Linked DNA regions of Sus scrofa: region 2 is linked to region 1. Evidence: chromatin contacts called from public HiChIP or PLAC-seq data. All regions are on one chromosome and are shown on one strand. Each heading gives the region's core, a stretch centred on a gene start, on an enhancer-like site or on the middle of the called end of the contact. The rest is flanking DNA. Distances are from core to core; before and after follow the strand shown.

Evidence for each region. HiChIP or PLAC-seq counts read pairs in DNA pulled down with a chosen protein or histone mark.
Region 2: a contact with region 1 is called in an H3K27ac HiChIP or PLAC-seq map of alveolar macrophages. The contact joins the promoter of ABCC3 here to the promoter of ACSF2 in region 1. A contact is called at or near these places in 1 of 5 promoter capture datasets (liver) and 1 of 2 datasets of contacts at active chromatin or transcription factors (alveolar macrophages).

Annotation. Positions count from the first base shown.
Region 1 is chr12:26,708,752-26,715,128 of Sscrofa11.1, reverse strand. ACSF2 (acyl-CoA synthetase family member 2, mitochondrial) reads right to left here and starts at 1,339. Exons shown (of 16, transcript XM_003131573.4): 1 at 1,055-1,339. The coding sequence starts at 1,182.
Region 2 is chr12:26,917,028-26,923,726 of Sscrofa11.1, reverse strand. It overlaps ABCC3 (canalicular multispecific organic anion transporter 2), which reads right to left and starts at 2,963. Exons shown (of 33, transcript XM_003131575.6): 1 at 2,807-2,963. The coding sequence starts at 2,851.

The sequences.
Region 1 (6,377 bases), core at 90-2,589:
AATCCCATCTGCTGACCTTCTTGAGCCACCTCCAGAAAAATCAGGCCCAGCAATCCGAAAGCACTGCATGCTTTCTACCAGCTAGTTCAAAACACTGTGATCTCCAGAGTTCCAGCCAAAGAGGAGTTTGGACCTCCCATCAACTTCCCTCATCTGTTTTTTTTTTTTTTTTTCGTTTTGTTTACACCATGCCGGCAAGACAAGAAACCTCTTCGAGCTTCTCCTCCCTTTTCAATGCCCAGGCCTACATGGCACCTGGGGTCCAAAACCCTGTCCTGACCCCAGAGCCAGTACCTGGCCTAGGTGGGTGGCAGGGCAGGCTCAGTGGTGGCCAGGCCTCCCCCTGCTGGGTGCTAAAGATAAAAGCCACCGCTAATAACTAGCGGGAGCCCAGCCCTGCTTCCCAAACACATTTTCACATCTGCACTCTTAGAGGGAGGTAGTATTGCTTACGCTGCTGCTTTAGAGGCAGCACACTTGCTAGAAAAACACTTCCTTCATCTGCCAGGGCACTTTCCTTCTTCACCAGAGCAGAAGAAAAGAGGCCAAGGAAGCAGCAAGGAGCCCAGCAGGGTTTATCAGCAGCAGAGGAGGAGAGGGGAGACTGCTGAGCTTCAGGACCTGGGGCGCACAAGACGGGGTGGAAGATCCCCAAGTTTAACCATGAAAAGGTTCCAGCTCAGAAGGAGTGTCCTGGGGAGAGAGTCCAGGCCTTGGGCCAGACTGCTAATGGCTCCCACTCCCGGCCATCAGTATGCCCGCGACTGGAAGAATCTAGAGTCTTGAACCAGAACCCAGAGTCTGTGCAGAGTCCCTGCAGCTGCAGCCCCAGCCTGTGTGGGCCAGGCCAGCATTTCCTGTTGCCTAGGTGCCAGATTCAGGGTACCTGCTCTCTCGCCTGTGCTGCCCAGGGGTGCAGCCGCCGCGAGTCTCCCAGCTTGAGTGCCATCTGCCCCCTGCGAGGCTCTGCAGACCGCCCCCCCCCCCGCCGCCCCCCGCCCAGGATCCCCACCCAGGGGACTGGCCCGTCCCTTCTCTTCCCGGGGCCGCGTACCTGAGGGGACGGACGCCCCACAGCCTCGCTTCCTGCCAAACCCGGGAGAGGCCGCCCCGGGCCCCCAGCACCTCCGGCCTCCCGGCGCACAGCCTCACGACGCGCAGCATCCCGAGGTAGACGGCCATGGCTCGCGACGTCAGCGTCCCGGCCCGGAGTAAACTTTTAAAGCGCGCCGAGGCGGGGCGAAGCGCGGGGAGGCGGGAGGGTCGCCTCTGCCTATGGGTTGCGGAGAAGTTGGGGCCGGCCGGGGCGGGGCGAGGCGAGGCCCAAACGAGGCGTGGAGGAAGTGCCCGATCCCGGGCCACCTTCCCTGGGACCCGCTTCCCTGCCCCGCCCCCCACCCACCCTCGAAGAATTGCCTTGGTTTCCCCTCTGGACCCGACAGTCCCTGCCGCAGGACCCCGGCAGCTCTCCCCTTCCAACCACTAGGGGCCTGAGTTTGGGGGCGCAGGAACGTGTTGATTTCGTAAAGGGGGAACCAGCGGCGCGGCCAGACGCGTCCATCCCCCCCCCCCCAAGAGCCGGCTTAGCGCACAGGTCACGTGCTGGTTCCCGGGTTGTGGGCCAGAGGCCAGGGGGAGCCGGTGCGAGGCTCCCCCAGGCCTGCCAGCTGGAGCACAGGGCCCGCGGGGGAGGGGAGGCAGCCGGGACAAAAGGTGCAGCGGGTGAGGACCCCCCACCCCACCGCGGGGCGAGTCCTGGCTGAGGACAAACGCCAGCTCCAGTTGGTACTCCCGTGTCCCAAGGGGCAGCCTGCGTTCCCTCCCCCTGCCTTGAGCTGCCGGCCCGTTAAGGTGGTGGAAACCTGTGTTTTTCTCCCCCCATCTGCCAGCCCTAGCGGCGGGGTGGGGGCCCTAAGGCACAGTTCCCGCGAGGCTGTCCCTGAATGAGAATGAAAAGCAACTGTGCCAAGGCTCCACCCATCACCCTCTCTCTAACCCCCCAGGCCTTCCTTATGATCCTCTGAGGCCCCAGTGTGTCTGCAGGTTGGAAAGAAGGTGACTATTTATCTCTGGACCTGGCTGGAAAGGTGGTGTTGGAGACCAGAGTGCCTGGTCCACAGTGTCTTGGTGTAGCCTTGACCCTTTTCCAGAGAAGGAGAGGGAGAGCTATGGGGGAAAGGCCCTGGCAGGGTGCTTTCCCCTCTCCTGACCCAGAAGCAGGGATACAGTGGGTCAGGCGGAATGGGTGCTGAGGGCTGAACCTGGCCGGAGGAGACCTTTGCCTTTATCTGGGAACTTTGGCTCCAAACTGAGGTCATGAGAAGGAGGCTATGTTTCCTCTCCCTTTTTTTTTTTTTTTTTTTTTTTTTTTTTTTGGCCACACACATGCCACACACGTGGCATACAGAGGTTCCCAGGCTAGGGGTCTAATCAGAGCTGTAGCCGCCAGCCTATACCACAGCAACAGCAACCTGGGATTCCAGCTGCGTCTGTGACCTACACCACAGATCACGGCAACGCCAGATCCTTAACCCACTGAGCAAGGCCAGGGATCAAACCCGCAACCTCATGGTTCCTAGTCGGATTCGTTAACCACTGCGCCACAATGGGGACTCCTGTTTCCTCTCTTTGTGATCCCAAAAGTGACTGTGGATTCCCCCTGAAACCCTGGCTCTTGGGGATGGTCCCCGAACTTCAGCTGCCTGGAAAGGAAGACGGAGAAAGCGAGATGAAGAGGAGCTGGGCTCACAGGGCATATGCCTTCCTAAGAGACTAACTCACAGAGTCTGACAGCTCAGCCCAGGGAATGGGGAGTAGCCCAGGAGTGGGTACCCGAACTGCTCAGCAGGCTTTGCTACTAGCTTGCTGGATGACCCTGGGGAAGTCATTTCTCCTCTCTGGGCCTGTGAAGCGAGAGGTGGGCACTGCTCTGGCAGGCCTTTGTGAATGCGAGTTCCCGTGGTAGCACAGAACCAGATGTAGTGTCTGTGAGGAAGTGGGTTCAGTTCCTGGCCTCGCTCAGTGGATTCAGGATCCAGCGTTGCCTTGAGCTGTGGCATAGGTTGCAGATGCGGCCCCAACCCAGTGTTGCTGAGGCAGTGGAGGCTGTGGCATTGACCGGCAGCTGCAGCTCTGATACAGCCCCTAGCCTGGGAACCTCCATACGCCACAAGTGCAGCCATAAATTTTTTTTTTAAATGTGAATGGATGTGCCATTGATGGTTAAAATAGTAAATTTCATTTATGTCTACTTTACCACAATTTTTAAAAAACGGCTCTCTTTGGAATGAAAGGAGGGAGGAAGCAGAGAACTACTTTTTTGTTTAAAAAGCCATTTTCTTGTTTTATTTTCCTAAGACGCTGTACATGTTTTCTCTTAATAAGTTTTCAAAGTAACAGCCCAGGAGTTCCCATCGTGGCACAGTGGTTCATGAATCCACGAGGTTGTGGATGATCCCCGGCCTCACTCAATGGGTTAAGGATCCAGTGTTGCTGTGAGCTGTGGTGTAGGCCACAGACATGGCTCGGATCCCGTGTTGCTGTGGCTGTGGCATAGGCCAGCTGGTTAGACCCCTAGCCTGGGAACCTCCATATGCCTCGGGAAGGGGCCCTAGAAAAGATAAAAAGACAACAACAACAGCAACAACAAAGTAACAGTCCAAGAGAGGCATCCTGACTAGTGCTATTGATCATTTACAGAGACGAGCGTGTTTCATGAGGCTTTCAACGAATGCCAAGGTGTTACATAGGCCTGCAGTTGGCCTCAGAGTCAGGTCTGGGAAGAATCCAGCTCTGCTGCTTTTTCCTCTCAATGACCTTGAGCAAAGTTCTTTTCTCTGCTGTCATTTTCCAGAGCTGTCTGTTGTAAATGACGGTTTCCAAGTAGTACATGAAACATGTTTCTTTTAAAGAAATTTCTTCACCGTATGTCTGGGGAAGGAGCTATCTAATAAGAAATGCAGCAGTCTTGAAGGAAAGATGGGAAAAAAGGAAAGGCTGCTGGCAGCCCCATGCCGAAAGAGGAGGATGTGGAAGGAAGTTTTAATTTTAAAAGAAGAGATGAGGGGAGTTCCCGTCGTGGCGCAGTGGTTAACGAATCCGACTAGGAACCATGAGGTTGCGGGTTCGATCCCTGGCCTTGCTCAGTGGGTTAACGATCCGGCGTTGCCGTGAGCTGTGGTGTAGGTTGCAGACGCGGCTCGGATCCCGCGTTGCTGTGGCTCTGGCGTAGGCCGGTGGCTACAGCTCCGATTCAACTCCTGGCCTGGGAACCTCCATATGCCGCGGGAGCGGCCCAAGAAATAGCAACAACAACAACAACAAAAAGACAAAAGAAAATAAAAATAAAAATATCTTCTAAAAAAAAAAAAAAAAAAAAAAAGAAGAGATGAAAGTGACTTCATACATAATGTTGTTTATACTCTGCCCGTCAGATCCAGGACCCAACACTGAAAGCAAAACAAACCAAAAAAAAAAAACCCACCAAGGCTGATGAAGATTGTTCTAAAAAGCAATGCTACCGATATTCAAACTGAAAGTGAAAATACAGAACTTGTTCGGAACTGCTCGGTCAAGTAAAATTATTTTGATCACAACTGCTAATTGATGGCAGGCACAGGGAGACATGATCTTAAACTATCAGTATTTTCTCGCTGACAGCTCAAAATGGAAAAAATTAAGTAAGCCGCAATCCCAGCACTTGCCAAAAGTTGTGAAAGCCTTGCTTTCATAGAGTGTAAGACCTAAAAAAAAAAAAAAAAAAAAAAAAAAAAAAAAAAGAGGAAGAGAGAGAGAGAGAGAGAGAGAGTGAGTGTGTGTGTGTGTGTGTGTGTGTTGGGGGATGGGGTGGTACAAAAATCTTTCTCTAGATGACATAATTCTTAACTTTAACTTTTCTTGGGTCAAAAGCTAAAGTCAAGTCTTGTAAAGTCTTTTTTTTTTTTTTTTTAAAGTCTTGTCAAATCTTGAATGAGACCCATTGTTATCAGACCAAATCTAATTTATCTTCCTTTACTCCATCATCGGTTCAATAGACATTCAAAGAGTGCTCACTAGGTACAAGGTTGGGACCTCAGGGTCCAGACAGCACAGGTGTAGTAGAGAACACCAACCCTGAGACTGATGATGGCATATAGTGTGGCCAGTACCGTGGGAGAAGGGGGACAGAGGACTGGACAGAGGTGTGTCACCTAGAGATCTGAGCTGAGCGAGTAGTGTATTAGTTTCCTAACACTGTTGGAATGCATTACACCAGTTTAGCAGCTTAAAAGAACAGAAATTTAAGGAGTTCCCTCTGTGGCTCAGCGGTTAACAAACCGGACTAGGATCCATGAGGATGTGGGTTTGATCCCTGGCCTTGAGAGTTGGGTTAAGGATCCAGGGTTGCTGTGAGCTATGGCGTAGGGCGTAGATGTGGCTCAGATCTTGCGTTGCTGTGGCTGTCTGTGGCCATCAGCTGCAGCTCCAATTCGACCCCTAGCCTGGGAACCTCCATATGCCACAAGTGTGGCCCTGAAAAGCAAAAAAAAAGAAAAAAAGAAATTTATTCTCTTATAGTTCTGGGGGCCAGAAATATGAATTGACTTATAGGGGACTAAAATCAAAGTGTTGGCAGGGCTGTTTCTTTATGGAATTGTTCCTTGTCTCTTCTAGCTCCAGGCATCTTTTTTTTTTTTTTCTGTCTTTTCTAGACTGCACCTGTGCCATATGGAGGTTCCCAGGCTAGGGGTCCAATCAGAGCTGTAGCCGCCCACCTACGCCAGAGCCACAGCAATGTGGGACCCGAGCTGCATCTGCGACCTACACCACAGCTCACGGCAACGCCAGATCCTTAACCCACTGAGCAAGGCCAGGGATCAAACCCGAAACCTCATAGTTCCTAGTCGGATTCATTAACCACTGAGCCATGATGGGAACTCCCAGGCATCATTCTTATTTCTGTCCTCTTGGTCACAGCGTATCCTATGCTGTGGCAACCCTGGATCCTGTTAACCCACAGGCCAAGGATCAAACCCACACCTCTGCAGTGACCAGAGCTGTTGCAGTCAGATTCTTAGCCCACTGCACCACAGCGGGAACTCCCTCTACCCTTCTTATAAGGACACTTGTGATGACATTTAAGGCTTCCCTGGATAATCCTAAGAAATCTCTCCATCTCAAGATCTGTAACTCAATCACATCTGAAAAATCCTTTGCCCTATAAAGGTAACATATTCACAGGTTCCAGGGATCAGGAATGGATAACTTTGGGAGCCATTATGCAGCCCAGATAGGAGTGAGAGAGAAGGGGGCATACAGTGTTTGGAGGTGCTAACCTGCTGTGTCCCCCTTTGCCTGGAAAAGCCATAAAGCTATTCGTTTCTCCTTCATCCAAAACT
Region 2 (6,699 bases), core at 1,714-4,213, 210 kb before region 1:
TTGCAGGTTTGATCCCTGGCTTTGCTCAGTGGGTTAAGGATCCGGTGTTGCCATGAGCTGTGGTGTAGGTTGCAGACGCGGCTCGGATCCCGCGCTGCTGTGGCCCTGGTGTAGGCCGGTGGCTACAGCTCCAATTAGACCCCTAGCCTGGGAACCTCCATATGCCGCGAGAACGGCCCAAGAAATGGCAAAAAAAAAAAAAAAAAAAAAAAAAGAAAGAAAGAAAGAAAATGAGAAGCAAACTAGCTCAGCATCCGTGAATAACCCTGAACTTTAGGCCTTTTGGGTAACTGAGCTAGGGCTGAGGTAATAGCAGCAGCCTCTGGGCCTCAGACCCCGTCCCCCCTTTTCTCAGCTCTACAAACCCTCAGAGGATGAGCTAGGAAACTTCCTGCCTTGTCCCGTACCACCCCCAGTCACCAGCTACTTGGGGGTACAGCCTGGAATAGCTTTCAGGAGCTAAGAAGTTAATGTAGAAGATGGAAATTGTTGGAGTTCCCATCGTGGCTCAGTGGTTAACGAATCCGACTAGGAACTATGAGGTTGCGGGTTCGATCCCTGGCCTTGCTCAGTAGGTGAAGGATCCGGTGTTGCCATGAGCTGTGGTGTAGGTCACAGACGTGGTTTGGATCTGGCATTACTGTGGCTGTGGCTGTGGCTACAGCTCCGATTCGACCCCTAGCCTGGGAACCTCCATATGCCACAGGTGCGGCCCTAAAAAAAAAAAAAAAAGAGGAAGAAGATGGAAAGTGCTAAGACACGGGGGTCAGGAAGAGGAGAGGTCAGTGTCCTTGTCATTTGATGCATCCCCTTGAACCTCACATATAGATGACCTGACTCCCATGGACTCCAAGGTTCTCAGAGAAGATACACGTGTCTCAGGAACAAGAAATTCAGGCATGAGAGAGTCCCAGAAGCCCAAAAGTACACAGTCAGGGAATGACAAAGTTGAAACCATATCTCAGAATCCTGATTCCAAGTCGAGCACTCTGTAGCTGATTGTTGCGTGACCTTGACAAGTTCATTTTTTCAGTTTTCCCAGCTCTTTAATGAGGGGCTGGGCCAGCTACCCCAAGCCCCCAAGCTCTGACATTCTTGGATTCCACAGTATCATGGAAGGGTAGAGAAACCCTATCATGGGATCAAGAAAGGAGCCTTGAGTTCCCAGACTTCTGGTCCCTCAAAGCCTGTTTCTGGGCAATCCTAAGTTCTCAAGGTTAACTACACACTCAGGAACAGGGAGTCCTTGAACTTGAGGCATGGTCACATCTGCCCCCTTGATTTACAAGTCTTCTCCCTGGCCACCTCAGACACCCCAACTGTGCCGCAACAGCCAAGTTCAAGTGGCAATGAGAAAAAGTCTACTCATGAGCCAACGGGGCAACCTCTGGACTCTGGAAACAAGTGACCAGGCCAGGCTGGATGACAAATAGGGTTCCTGTGGCAAGAAGGGCAGCAGCAGAGAAGTTGCATCATCTCTGATCAACCATGTAGTGATCTCCATGGCTCTCTTTCTGGGTTACTAAAAGGTTAATTTTACTCTAACCATTTAGTTAAATGGTATTCTATTGCCCGAAATGTCAGACATCCATTTAAGCCCTTCAGTCCAGCCCAAACACAACCTGAGAGCGGGGTGTCTGACTATACGCTCACACTTACATACACACATGCACACACACATCTACACAAGCACTCACTCATGAATAACACTCAGTGGGTGTGCGCGCGGGTGCGCGCACGCGCGCGCGCACACACACACACACACACACACACACACTCACACACGCATGCATGCGACCTCCCCCTCCCCAAGCACATACATACAAATACCTGAAATGGAGAAATGATTTAGGCATTGGGATTCAGAGGCCCTGGATTTGAGAGCAGCCTATGCTGGGCAGCTCCCATAGGACCACTGACAAGCCCCTTGAGTCTGAGCGCATCCGTGAAACAGAGACACACCACTACTTGCCTCCCAGAGCTGCAATGATGATCAAGGGAGCTGCCTGTGAACAGGTTTTGAAAGCTGTAAGGAAGCTCTTGGGCTTTCTACACGGAGAGCACCTGAACTATGCTGAGGGTCTGGAGTCAGCAGCCTGAAAAGCAGCCTGATGTCTTAGAAAAGGGTCCGGCATATGAGCAGAAGGCCCACTTTGGTATCCCAGCCCTGTTTTCCTCTAACTGGCTTTGAGCAAGTCTCCTCCTCTCTCTGGGCCTTTCTCCATCTATAAAAGGGGAGGGTTGGACCAGGAAATCCTGATATCTTGCACCTGTAAGGGCCTGCCTCCAGAGTGAGGTCTGCCTCTCCCTCCTGACGCTGGGGCGGTGAGGATCAGCCAGTCTCTGGTGGCTCTGCCCGGAGCAGGAACCCTTTCCAAGAAGGCAGGAACCCTTGAAGAAGGGGGAAGCCCAGTAGACCCCGCCTCCCAAAGCACCTGGTTGAACAGGTGTGGGGATGGGCATCCAAGCCCTCGTCCAAGGGGCCAGTGCTGAAGGATCAACAGGATCTAGTAACCGGGAAATGCCCCTTCTGCAGCCTGCAGTCAGTCCCAGAGAGGGATGTGAGTGAGGTGGCAAGTGTGGGCACCTTCTGATTCCGAGCTGCCACCCACCGTGCCAGCAGGAAGCCTAGCACCTGGCTTTCCCAGGCTCGCCCATGTGGCTGGGGAAACCCGAAGCAGATTTCCCCGACCACGAGGGAACCGGCACTGGGCGACGCCGCGAGACCCGTTCCCGGCATCGCATCGCCACTCCCCGGGCTAAGGGCTCGCTGGTGCTCCCTCGTGGTCCCGGGACACCTCCTTACCCAGAACTTGGAGCTGAACTCCCCGGAGCCGCAAAGAGCGTCCATGGGGCCGGGGTTCGGCGACGAGGACGGCGAGAATGAAAACGGTGGCCTTCCAACCCGGGACAGACCCAGCAGCTGCCCAGAGCCGCCTCCGCCCGGCGCTCCGCCCCCGGGCCCGCCCTTCCCAGCCCCACCTCCAGGCTCTTTGGGTCGAATTGCGGTAGCACCTCCCTGAAACTGCAGCTCGGTGGGGGCCCTGGACACAAGGACCACCCCTTCCGGGGACCGCTGGGCCTCGCGGGAGAGGTACCCCTCCAGATACGGAGGCAGATCCAGTGGGAGCAGGGTCTGCCCAAGGGGCACACGCGGCTCTCCCAGGGAAGACGTTTGCGGTGGGGAGGGAGGGCCCCCCTCCCAGGAGTCAAGGGACATGCAGAGGGACAGCGCGAGACTCCTTCCTTCCGTGAATAAATGCTTGATAAGCTTACATTCATCTCTGGAGGTCAGTCTCCTCATCTGTGAAATGGGAAGAACTTGTGTGCCCTGACAACCCAGAGGCTATCTCTTCCCCACAGGTTGTCCAGGAAATGACAGACACCAACACACAATGTGTGTGTGTGTGTGTGTGTGTGTGTGTGTGTGTCTGTGTGTGTGTGTGTGTGTGCGCCCGCTTGCCAAAGGAGAGAGGGGTGGGAGGGGATCCCAGCACCATCCAAACAGTGGCTTCCCATGATCCTCTTAAATTGCCGCCTGGCCACATTTCCGTCCCTCCCTGATCTTGAGCCTGCTGCTTCAGCAGCCTCGGTGCTTCCACTTTCACTTCTGCAAAACAAGGATAATCACAGTACCTATATCACAGGGTTACTCTGAGGATGAAACGGGAAAGCTATGCTAAGCGTCAGCATATCTCTGGCACACTTGGTAGGCACCCAACCCAACACGTAGTAGCTTCCTCTGCTTCTGCCTGGTTAGGGTGGCAGAGGGGCAGGTGAGGCCCCAAGAAAAGCCCCACATCAACACACTCCTCCTAAGCCTGAGTCTCCACATTTCCAATCTGTGAAATGGGTTTGGGGTCAATGGCCTCCTTCCCCTGCTTTGGCCCCGGCTTGGCCATGCTGGGATCCCTCCCTCCCTCCATCTCTCACTCTTCCTGTCATCCTCTCTTCCCTAATGGGATCCCAGAAGCCAGTTCACTACCCCTCTTGGGGTTGAGAAGGAATCTTCCATTCCCCCAGCAGCTCTTCCTCCAGCCCATCTCTCCCCTGCCCTTGCCGTCCAACTTTGTCCCTGTCTGTAGGGTCTGCCCAGGTGATCCTTTCCGGGGCACCGATCCCCAAGAGAAGGTGTTTTTTCCTTGGTGGCTCAGCAGCAGGTGTAGGTGGCTGCCAGCAAGATAGCACAGCAGGAGTTGCCATCGTGGCACAGCAGAAATGAATCTGACTAGGAACCATGAGGTTGCGGGTTCGATCCCTGGCCTCGCTTAGTAGGTTGAGGATCTGGCGTTGCCGCAAGCTGTGGTGTAGGTCACAGACACAGCTTGGATCTGGTTGCTGTGGCTGTGGCATAGGCTGGAAGCTGTAGCTTCGATTTGACCCCTAGCCTGGGAACCTCCATATGCTGCAGGTGATGCCCTAAAAAAGAAAAAAAAAAAAAAAAGCACAGCAGCAGCAGCCACCTCTGGGCAGGCAGGAAATCTCTTCTGCCAAGGGCTATCAGAATACAGATCTGAGCCATCATGAGGTCTGGGATGGGAGCCAGGGGGTCAAGGCTCCTCCTCCCCAGGAAGTAGGACTGGGGGCCTTTCCCCCATCCCTGGGCAAGTGCTCTCAGCCCTTTGTCTGCCCCCCTTCCCTCCCCGGCCCCACCTCCCAGCCCCCCTCCGTCTCTGAGGCAGGCTTTACAGAGCTTTCACAGCCTTGTCACAGTGTGCATTGGGTTATATTTAGTTGTGAAGGTTCTGTCTTCCCTGCCAGTCTGAAGGGTCCCCCAGGGCAGGGATCGACTGAGTCCCTTCCAATCCCCCTCCACGCCTCCAGCAGAGCCTTTCCTATACTGTGCGACACACCCCTGGATGTGTCTGGGACTGTTTCTTGAGCATTTTGGCACGGCACCATCTAAGCTCTCTTCCTGTTCTGATGATCTAGGCTTCTATGGTGAGCCGCTGGGACTCCTCCGCCCAGCTTTTCTCTAAGTTTGGGGCCAGGACTCTTGGGTTCTGTCTTCAGCCCTGGGGCTGCAGCACCATCCCCTTTGGCCCCAGCCTTGTTCAGCATTGGGCCTGCAGCACTGGGTGGGAGCCTCTGAGTTGGAGATCATGGTGGGACCCCTGGCAATCTTTACCTCCTCCACTGTCCCCGGAAGCATGCACTGGGAGCACTCTTCCTGGCCCCTCATGGAATGTGGCCCCTTTCCCACCGCCCTTGAATAAGAACTACAGTATTCCTAGGATATTAGGGTTTTGATTGTTCTCGCAAGACCAAGGAAAATGAAGCCCCAGGGCGACTTCTGGCAGAGGCAGGATGTGCTCCATGTCTTCTGAATACTGGGCTACTTCCATGCATCCTCTGCGGGGTGGGGGTGGGGGAGCATTTCCTGCATCCTTAGTTGTTGCACTCATGCCCCACCCCCACCATCAAGATTGCTTGTCGTGCCCTTCCCCCTGTGACTCATCTCCCTTTCTGCACCTGGCTAACTCTAGTCCTCCTTAAAGATTTCACTCAAGCAGCTCCCCCCACAAGCAAGACTTCACCGAACCCCTCCCATCCCAATCCTGGGCTAAGGACCCTTCTTTTCGCAGCCCGCTCTCCTTGTACTGTATCATTCGTTGTCCTGCATAACATCCCCCCAAAATGTGCACATCTTAAGGACAGGGACCATCTTGGCTGCACCCACAACATGTGGACTTTCCTGGGTCAGGGACTGAATCTGAGCCGCAGCTGCAGCAACACTGGATCCTTTAACCCACTGCCGGGGATCCCAGGCTGGGGATCGAACCCATGACGCTGCCAGCAACCCAAGCTGCCGAAGTTGGATTCGTAACCCACTGCACTGCAGCAGAACTCAGGACCATCTTAAGGGTAGTCTTGTTTATCCCTGTACCCTCAGCACCCAAGACAGTGCCTGGCAAAGTTGGTTTTCAGAAATTTTGTTTGTTTGTTTGTTTGTTTTTTGTTTTTCAGGGCTGCATCCATGGCATATGGAGTTTCCCAGGCTAGGGGGTTGAATCAGAGTTACAGCTGCCAGCCTACATTACAGCCACAGCAATATCAGATCCGAGCTGTGTCTGCAAACTACACCACAGCTCCCGGCAACGCCAGATCTTTAGTCCACTGAGCAAGGCCAGGGATTGAAACCGAAACCTCATGGTTCCTAGTCAGATTTGTTTCTGCTGCGCCACAATGGGAACTCCTGGTCTTTAGGAAATGTTTGTTGACTGACTAAACCAGCATCCGGTGTCCTTAGAAGAGGTCATATGTAGCAAGGCCACTGTAGCATTAGGTACAGTCCCAGCAGTGGATACTGTCCACTCTGCTTTTTTTTTTTTTTATCTTTTTGCTATTTCTTGAGCCGCTCCTGCAGTATGGAGGTTCCCAGGCTAGGGGTCGAATCAGAGCTGTAGCCACCGGCCTACGCCAGAGCCACAGCAAGGACAGATCCAAGCCGCTTCTGCGACCTGCACCACAGCTCACGACAATGCCGGATCGTTAACCCACTGAGCAAGGGCAGGGACCGAACCCGTAACCTCATGGTTCCTAGTTGGATTTTCTAACCACTTCGCCACGACGGGAACTCCCCCACTCTGCTTTTGAGTTTTCAGAACCAAGATGTTTTCATCTGGAGGCTTCTGAGAGGAGCCATAAAGACCTGTGTGTTGGGCTGCAGGGAGAGGGTCCAGACCTCTCCCAGCTTTA